Regions from separate parts of the Mus musculus genome. Here region 1 is linked to region 2. Evidence: chromatin contacts called from public ChIA-PET data. All regions are on one chromosome and are shown on one strand. The core of a region is the stretch at or near the end of the contact, and the rest is flanking DNA. Distances in the headings are between cores, read along the strand shown. Region 1 has its middle 410 kb from the start of Gm26454. Region 2 has its middle 920 kb from the start of Gm26454.

The links. ChIA-PET counts read pairs in DNA pulled down with a chosen protein or histone mark.
Region 1: a contact with region 2 is called in an SMC1A ChIA-PET map of the G1E-ER4 cell line, with 9 read pairs. The contact joins two enhancer-like sites. A contact is called at or near these places in 1 of 15 datasets of contacts at CTCF or cohesin (the G1E-ER4 cell line) and 1 of 484 Hi-C or Micro-C datasets (the G1E-ER4 cell line).

Annotation. Positions count from the first base shown.
Region 1 is chr12:48,602,616-48,606,346 of GRCm38.p6, forward strand. No RefSeq gene overlaps it. Among named protein-coding and RNA genes, the nearest start is that of Gm26454, 410 kb to the right of the region's middle. Within about 2 kb of position 2,101, at least 4 of the 459 cell types and tissues checked have an H3K27ac peak or open chromatin away from gene starts, as enhancers often do. A contact at or near this core is called in the G1E-ER4 cell line, where this site is marked.
Region 2 is chr12:48,085,669-48,089,468 of GRCm38.p6, forward strand. No RefSeq gene overlaps it. Among named protein-coding and RNA genes, the nearest start is that of Gm26454, 920 kb to the right of the region's middle. Within about 2 kb of position 1,558, at least 3 of the 459 cell types and tissues checked have an H3K27ac peak or open chromatin away from gene starts, as enhancers often do. A contact at or near this core is called in the G1E-ER4 cell line, where this site is marked.

The DNA of each region.
Region 1 (3,731 bases), core at 851-3,350, 520 kb after region 2:
ATTAATGGCAGTAAAATAGCCAAGCACATACTACTAAAAAGTAGAGTTTTGAAAGATATTAAAAAAAGAATGCACCACTTTGACACCTTAAAAAAAAAACGAGAAAATAAAAATTGTTCCAAAAGATGCCAAATATCATAGTTATACTTGAAATCACTTATGAAATTAAAAATAGAAGCAAGACTGACTTGAAGTAGTTGTAATCAGAAAACTAAAACAATTTTTTTTATATATATTGAAGTGTGGAAGCAGTCCTTTTGAAGTGAAACTAAAAAAAGATACTCATTCATACAATATATAAATATTGTATTGGAAATGTCATCCAGAGAATTTTACAAAGGCAATAGAGAGTAGGGAGTAGGGAAAAATGAGGGAAAAATTGATAACTGATAAAATTGATTAAATTAACCATTTGTCATTATGTACAAATAACATTTTTGGGTCAAAATTTCTCAGTATATATTGAAAAGAAGTAATTTTAATTTAAGTATATAGGAGAAAATTGTTCAAGATACAAAATCAATGAAGAAAATCAGCTATTCGTATATAATGCATATGTCAAAATTAACATAAAATAGGTTAGATGATAGAACTTTAGAATTGCCTTTGAAATATGCATAGCAAATTTTATAGAAGTTGTTGAGAATGCATTAAAATACAGAAAATAAAGTTACAATATACAATATATAATGTTTTCTTGCTATGTAAAATTTATAATTATACAATTATTGATTTTCCTTAAGTTTTCTAGTGAGTTAGTATATTCTAAATCAAACCAAAACAGGCTTATATATGTGACTTCTGCAATCTGAATATTCCTGAATAAAAACAAAATCTTATTAAAAACAAAATAAATAGATTGAAGAACTCAAAAAAAAATAGAAGTCTATTATAACTAGCCACTTTATTTTTGTAAAGAGAAATAGAGAAACGTGCAGATCCATAAAACATTTAGGACCTTAAGAATGCTGTAACAGAGTACTATAAGATGAAATCTATTACTTTGAGAGTCTTGGGGATAGAGGTATGATATCATGGCTTGGTGACTTTCTGTTCCCTCTGAAAGTAAGACAGATGGTGGTCTGAGTTCTGTGGCTAGGGATTAGGCTCAAAGGCTGTTTGAGATTAAAGAAGATTCATGCCTGAAAAAATGAGAAATTATTATTTTATATTTACAGATAACACATATAGTTGTATATGTTTTAATTACACTGTCTGGGATGTATATATTACCCTTATGAGATAAGGCTGCCCTCATGACTATCTAATCAAAACACAAGCCCCACATATAAGAAACTATCTTTAGAGTGATTAATCAAGGAATTCCAAGAAAATTCTGAAGTAGACTATTGCCAGTGCACTTGGTTGTCTCCAAGAAGTTGAAATAAGTAACTATTGCTGAAGATATAATATACTTTAGACATGTGATGAGAAGATTAGACCTGAAACTGGTACAAAAGGCTCATCCCTAAAAAATAGCTTTATAAAACCCAAATGAGACATAAAAGCTGATAGTAGAAGAAAGCAATCAATATCCTTACCCAACTATGAACCATACCTATGGACCACAATAAAGACTATTATGTTAAGACAATGTTAAACATACAATAGTAACATGTCTATCTTGGCAGTACCCCACAGCTCCCTAATATAGACAGATTTTTCTTCATTAAAAAATTGGGAAATTCCACTTTAGATCCTTTTTAAAACCGAGGATATGTATGTAGGGGACAGCACCATGACTTGAAAAAATCAATTTGATGATTTAAGACAGCAGGTACAATTTGATGACTCTGTTTTTGTAGCTTTAAGAGATTGGAATAAAGCAGAGAAAGAAGGACAAAAGTCTACGTTATTCACGGACTTCTTACACATATGATCATCTTGTATAAACCACGCACTAGCAGATCAAGACACAAAACAGGTGTTCATTGAAACTTGGCTTGAATGTTTCTACAATGGGTGAGAAGCCCTGCTCACTGGCATAGAGCCAGGAATGAAATACAAGTACCTAAGTATCTAGTTTATTTCTGGATTCATGAAGATCTAATTGTACCCTGATAAACAGAGAGGAAAAATAAAGTTAGCTGAAAGACATTGGATTGTTGGGGGGAAAACTGCTGAATTAGATCAACTTTTGTATTTTAAAGATGTTTTAATATCAGAAAGGAAGTCAGGGGGTATGGAAGTGGTTTGTCTACACAGGTGGTGGATTCTATCAGAATTGATAAAGATTTGATCTGAGTAAGAAAAGCGTTTTAATAAAAGGCATGACTCCAGGAAAGAAGAGACACAGAAAGACAATAAGGGAGATGACACAGAAAGCTAAACCCCCTTCCCTTGCATGGAGCAGCTCAACAAACTGGCTAAAAAGAAACAGATGGTTCTTGAGGCTGGCAGATAAGAAAACGGACCTTTGCTGAGGGACAGATGATAACTACTGCAGTTCTGAAGGATCAACTCATCAGTGGATCTTCATAAGGCCATTCAGACTGTAAAATTTAAAAACATCCAGGTTGTTAACATCATGAAATTGATAATTGTTCCTATTTTAATACTTAAAATGTGCATGGTTTTTATCTTAAACAGAAAGAGGGGAAGAAGAGGTAGAGGAATTTTAATCTAGCAACATGGCAGTTCTGGGAAAGGATCAAATATAAAGACCTCTGTCTGTGTAATGCAGCTGGAATTCAGACACACACACATCTTTAATTCCTCTGGTTGGAATACAAACAAGTCCCTAGTACACAACTTTAAAGTAAAATTAATTTTTAGAAGGAAGCAACCATGTTTGAAAATGACATCTATATTTAGTCAGACAAAATGATGAATCAGAGAAATGCTTGACAGAATGAGTCAGGGAGAAGATATGTCCAACTCTTAGGAGAACAACACAGGAAAGCAAAGCTCTTTGGGAGTAGTTAGGGGAAAGAGAGGCAGTGATCTGGGAGTCAGTGCAGTGAGTGTAATGTAGTGAGGTTGAGGAGGTTGAATTCAGAGATAAAGAATGAACCACAAAATTAGAAGAGATTCTCAGATTTAGTTTTAGACTAAGCAAAGCAATTAAGGTTAAGTCAGATTGAATCATTCAGCTTTGAGAGGAGTTTGAGCAAGAACAGCTGAGGTGAACCAGCTCTCCATTGTTCATAAAGAGCTAGAAAGGGTAAGTTTATTCAGAAGTAAATATGCTGAGATGACAATTATGTCTAGCAAGTGAAAACTATATTACCCATCCTTAAAGAAGTGTAAGGATAACATTACAAATGCAACAACTGGTAAAAGTGGAGAGATAAACTGACAATGCGGTGAAAAGTACTAATTGGTACATTAACAAGAACTCCTGCATCTAAAGATCAAGAAATATTTTGCAAAAGAAGATGGAAAAATGCAGAGGATGCAGATGTCTACTGTGAGATTATAACTTCTAAGTATAAGAAGGAAGCTATACCATGAAATCCCAATCACATGGGTGACTAAATAAAACCTAAACAATTCAAAAAACAGCTGATATCCCAATATAAATGAGAGAAACTTCTTGCCCCACTCCCCAGATGAATTGTTAATTGAACTAAATCAATTAACAAGTGTTGAGAAAGGAAGAATGCGAGTTTCTCCCAAATAAGCCTCTTGATTTGCTATCTACTACCAAGTAGTCAGTCCTAGAAACATATATGTTCTGGTGCTATGCCTGTTAAGAGTTCACAAAACCCAAAAGACCACCAAGGAGCTGA
Region 2 (3,800 bases), core at 308-2,807:
TACAGAGATAGGTTTATATAAACCTCTTACTTGGCTTAGTCACATGATGCTTGCTTTAGTGAAATGCCACTCACATTATATATAGACTCCTATATGGAGATCCAGAAAGGCCTTTGAAGTGTCCAGAGAATCACTGGAAGTAATCATTAATCTTTTTTATTGCTCATAGGGAGATGCATTGGTTCTACTGAATGGCTTTAATTGGTATTTGGGAAATATTATTTATATTAACTTCATTGAATAACTAGTGAAATGAAAAGTCCCAGACTTGTTTTATAGATGGTATTTCTTTATTATAGCTTCAGATTAAATAAAAAATGAGGGAGGGTATTATCACAACCCAAGGATCTACTTGAGACAGTTCCTGCTTTCATCTTCAGAAACTCCATATATAAAAGGAAATAAGATTATATCTCTAAGATACTAGTAAGTATAATAGAAAGTACAGAAATATTTGGAAGATCCTCTACCAGTAGTTTCCAGACATAAAGCAACTTAAATAAATTAGAGTGCAATATGCTATCACCGTATGGGCTCTGGAAATAAGGTAAGAGATTATAATTGCTGGTTTTGAATAATGAAAGAAAAGATGCACTGAAGTCCATTCCCCTGCTCTGAATAATAGAGCTTGTCTAGTGGAAGGAGAAGGAAATAAGTCCAGGTCTGAAATTTGAAATGTAGTAGCAATCCTATCAAGCTGAACATAGATGTCACCAAGAGTTCCGCAACACACAACTAAAGGTAAAGCTCCAAATATAAACTAGAGAAACTTTAATAGATAACAAAGACATTACATTTACTCTACTGACAGAAACCTCAAGAGAAGCACGGTAATTGAGACTGCATTCCCTGTATAATAAGGTGTGAAAGGCAGTAGAGGAGTTGGTCTCATGGCTCAGAAAAAAACTACATCATGATGACAAAGCACCCAATTCGAACAAACGTTATACCAACTTAACCTTAGGCTTGGGGATAATACTATCAGATTTCACCTAGAATTTGTTTTGAGCTTATAAAACATAATGAGGATAGTATAATACCTTTGATACTCAGGTTTCCTATAGGGAGATCTGGAATGGCTTTGTGATGACTAGTTTTATATAAATTTGGCACAAGCTAGAATAATTTTGAAAGAAGTAGGCTCAATTGACAGAGGGCCCTCACCACACTGACCTGTGGGCAAGCCTACTCTGGATTTTATTAATTAATGGCTGATGTGGAAGAGCCAGCTCACTGTGGGGAATGCCAACACAGAGCTTAAAGTGCTTGATGCTATAAGAAAGCAGATTGAGCAAGCCAACAGGAGCAAGCCAGTAAGCAAGTTTTCAGAACCTGCCTTCAGTTTTCTACTTTGACTTCCTGTCCTGACTTCTCTGGATGATGATATACAAACCGCAAGATTAAATAAACCCTCACCTCCCAAGGTTGGTTTTGTCAGCGATGTTTTTATCACAACAATGCAAACCCTAACTAAGTGCCAGAGGAAGACATGTGCTTTGTATGATTAAACTTCTCTTGATAGAGTATCGCCCACATGCAACTGTAGCATTCGTGTTCATGAATGCACACAGGGATGGGTGGTTGATATGAGTGTGTTTCCTTGCACAGCCTGGAGATTATCATAGTCTTAGATACTGTGCTATCAGGATGTTACATGTTTTGGAAGCATTCATAGCACGAAGGCTAATTTGGGAGCTCAGAGTTGGCCCATCTACTGTAATTCTGAAAAAAAGTAGGAAAGTCTGCCACAATAGATGACTATACAGGCCATTGAGATTAGGAATCTTTACCTTCCCTAGTCACAGATGAATGTGGTAAACACTATTGTTCCTCACATTTCTTCAGCTTCTTTGTGAGTGACACACCAACTAGATTTTGTTCGATGCTGTTTGATCCCCTGTCTTCTATTAAGAGAATGGCAGCACACTAAAAGCACAGATGAACTTAGTCACTATTCTGAAATGAAATAAGGCAAATGACTATACGCTCAGAGCAGCTAAGCAGCCTACTTAGGATTTCTATGATGTGTGTGGTCATATGTTCTGGATCAGGAATCTAGTAGGGAGCAAAAAGACACCTACCATCTCAGGTGGGTGCCTGGATGGTGGGGTCTCAGATCCACTCAACTTTACAAAGTTTCCTGGCATAGCCCACTGTCCCACATCTGTTGGCAAGCACAACAGAGTATAATTAATAGTGTCAGGGATTGGTGATTACCATGAGTCTCAAGATGGGTCAGTCATTGGTTGATCATTCCTTTAGTCTTTTCTCCATATTCCTGCACTTCTTGTAGGCAGGAGAATTTTGGGGTGGGAGGGGTTGTGGGTAGGGTGGTGTCCTCATACTCCATTGGGAGTTCTGCCTGGCTTCAGGAGATGGCCACTTCAAGCTCTATTTCCCCCATTTCTAGAAGTCTTAGATAGAGTCACCCTCATAGATTCCCACAACCTCCCATATCGCAGGTTTCTGTCATATCCTAAAGATCCCCCTGCTACCCCATGTCACCCACTCCTACCCTCTGATTTCTTTTCACTCTCCAGGCCTTCTCATCCTAGCTCTCCCTGTGCTGATCTCTCCCACACCTGACTGTTTCATCTCACTATCCTCTCTCCACCCAGTTCCAAAAGGATTCACCCTAACTCTTTCTGCTGTGAATCAATCTGATCCTGGCCTTTTTCTTGGTTAAAAGGCCTTTTATTACTAGTTTAAACTCCTCAACTATTATGTCTATTTAGGATATTGACATCTTCATTTAATTTATTTTTCATTTTTTTAATTAGGTAATTACTTCATTTACATTTCCAATACTATCCCAAAAGTCCCCCATACCCTCCTCCCCAAACTCCCCTACACACCCACTCCCACTTCATGGCTCTGGATTTCCACTGAAGTGTGAGGCACATAAAGTTTGAAAGACCAATGGGCCTCTCTTTCCACTGATGGCCTACTAGGCCATCTTCTGATACATATGCAGCTAGGGACATGAGCTCCGGAGATACTGATTAGTTCATATTTTTGTTCCACCTATAGGGTTGCAGATCCCTTAAGCTCCTTGGGTACTTTCTCTAGCTCCTTCATTGGGGGCTCTGTGATCCAGCCAATAACTGACTGTTAGCATTCACTTCTGTGTTTGCTACACCTGGCATAGCCTCACAAGAGACGGCTATATCAGAGTCATTTCAGCAAAATCTTGCTAGTGTGTGCAATGGTGTCAGCATTTGGAGGCTGATTATGGGATAGATCCCCGGGTATGGATGTCTCTAGATGGTCCATTCTTTCATCTCAGCTCCAAACTTTGTGTCTGTAACTCCTTCAATGGGTGTTTTGTTTCCAATTCTAAGAAGGGGCAAAGTGTCTACACTTCGGTCTTCATTCTTCTTGAGTTTCTTGTGTTTTGCAAATTGGATCTTATATCTTGGGTATTCTAAGTTTCTGGGGTAATATCCACTTATCAGTAAGTACATATTGTTTGAGTTCTTTTGTGATTGGGTTACCTCACTCAGGATTATGCCCTCCAGGTCCATCCATTTGCCTAGATATCTCATAAATTCATTCTTTTTAATAGCTGAGTAGCACTCCATTGTGTAAATGTACCACATTTTCTGTAACCATTTCTTTGTTGAGGGGCATCTGGTTTCTTTCCAGCTTCTGACTATTATAAATAAGAATGCTATGAACATAGTGGAGCATGAGTCCTTCTTACCAGTTGGAACATCTTCTAGATATATGCCCAGCAGAGTTATTGTGGGATCCTTCAGTAGTACTATGTCCAATTTTCTGAGGAACCACCAAACTGATTT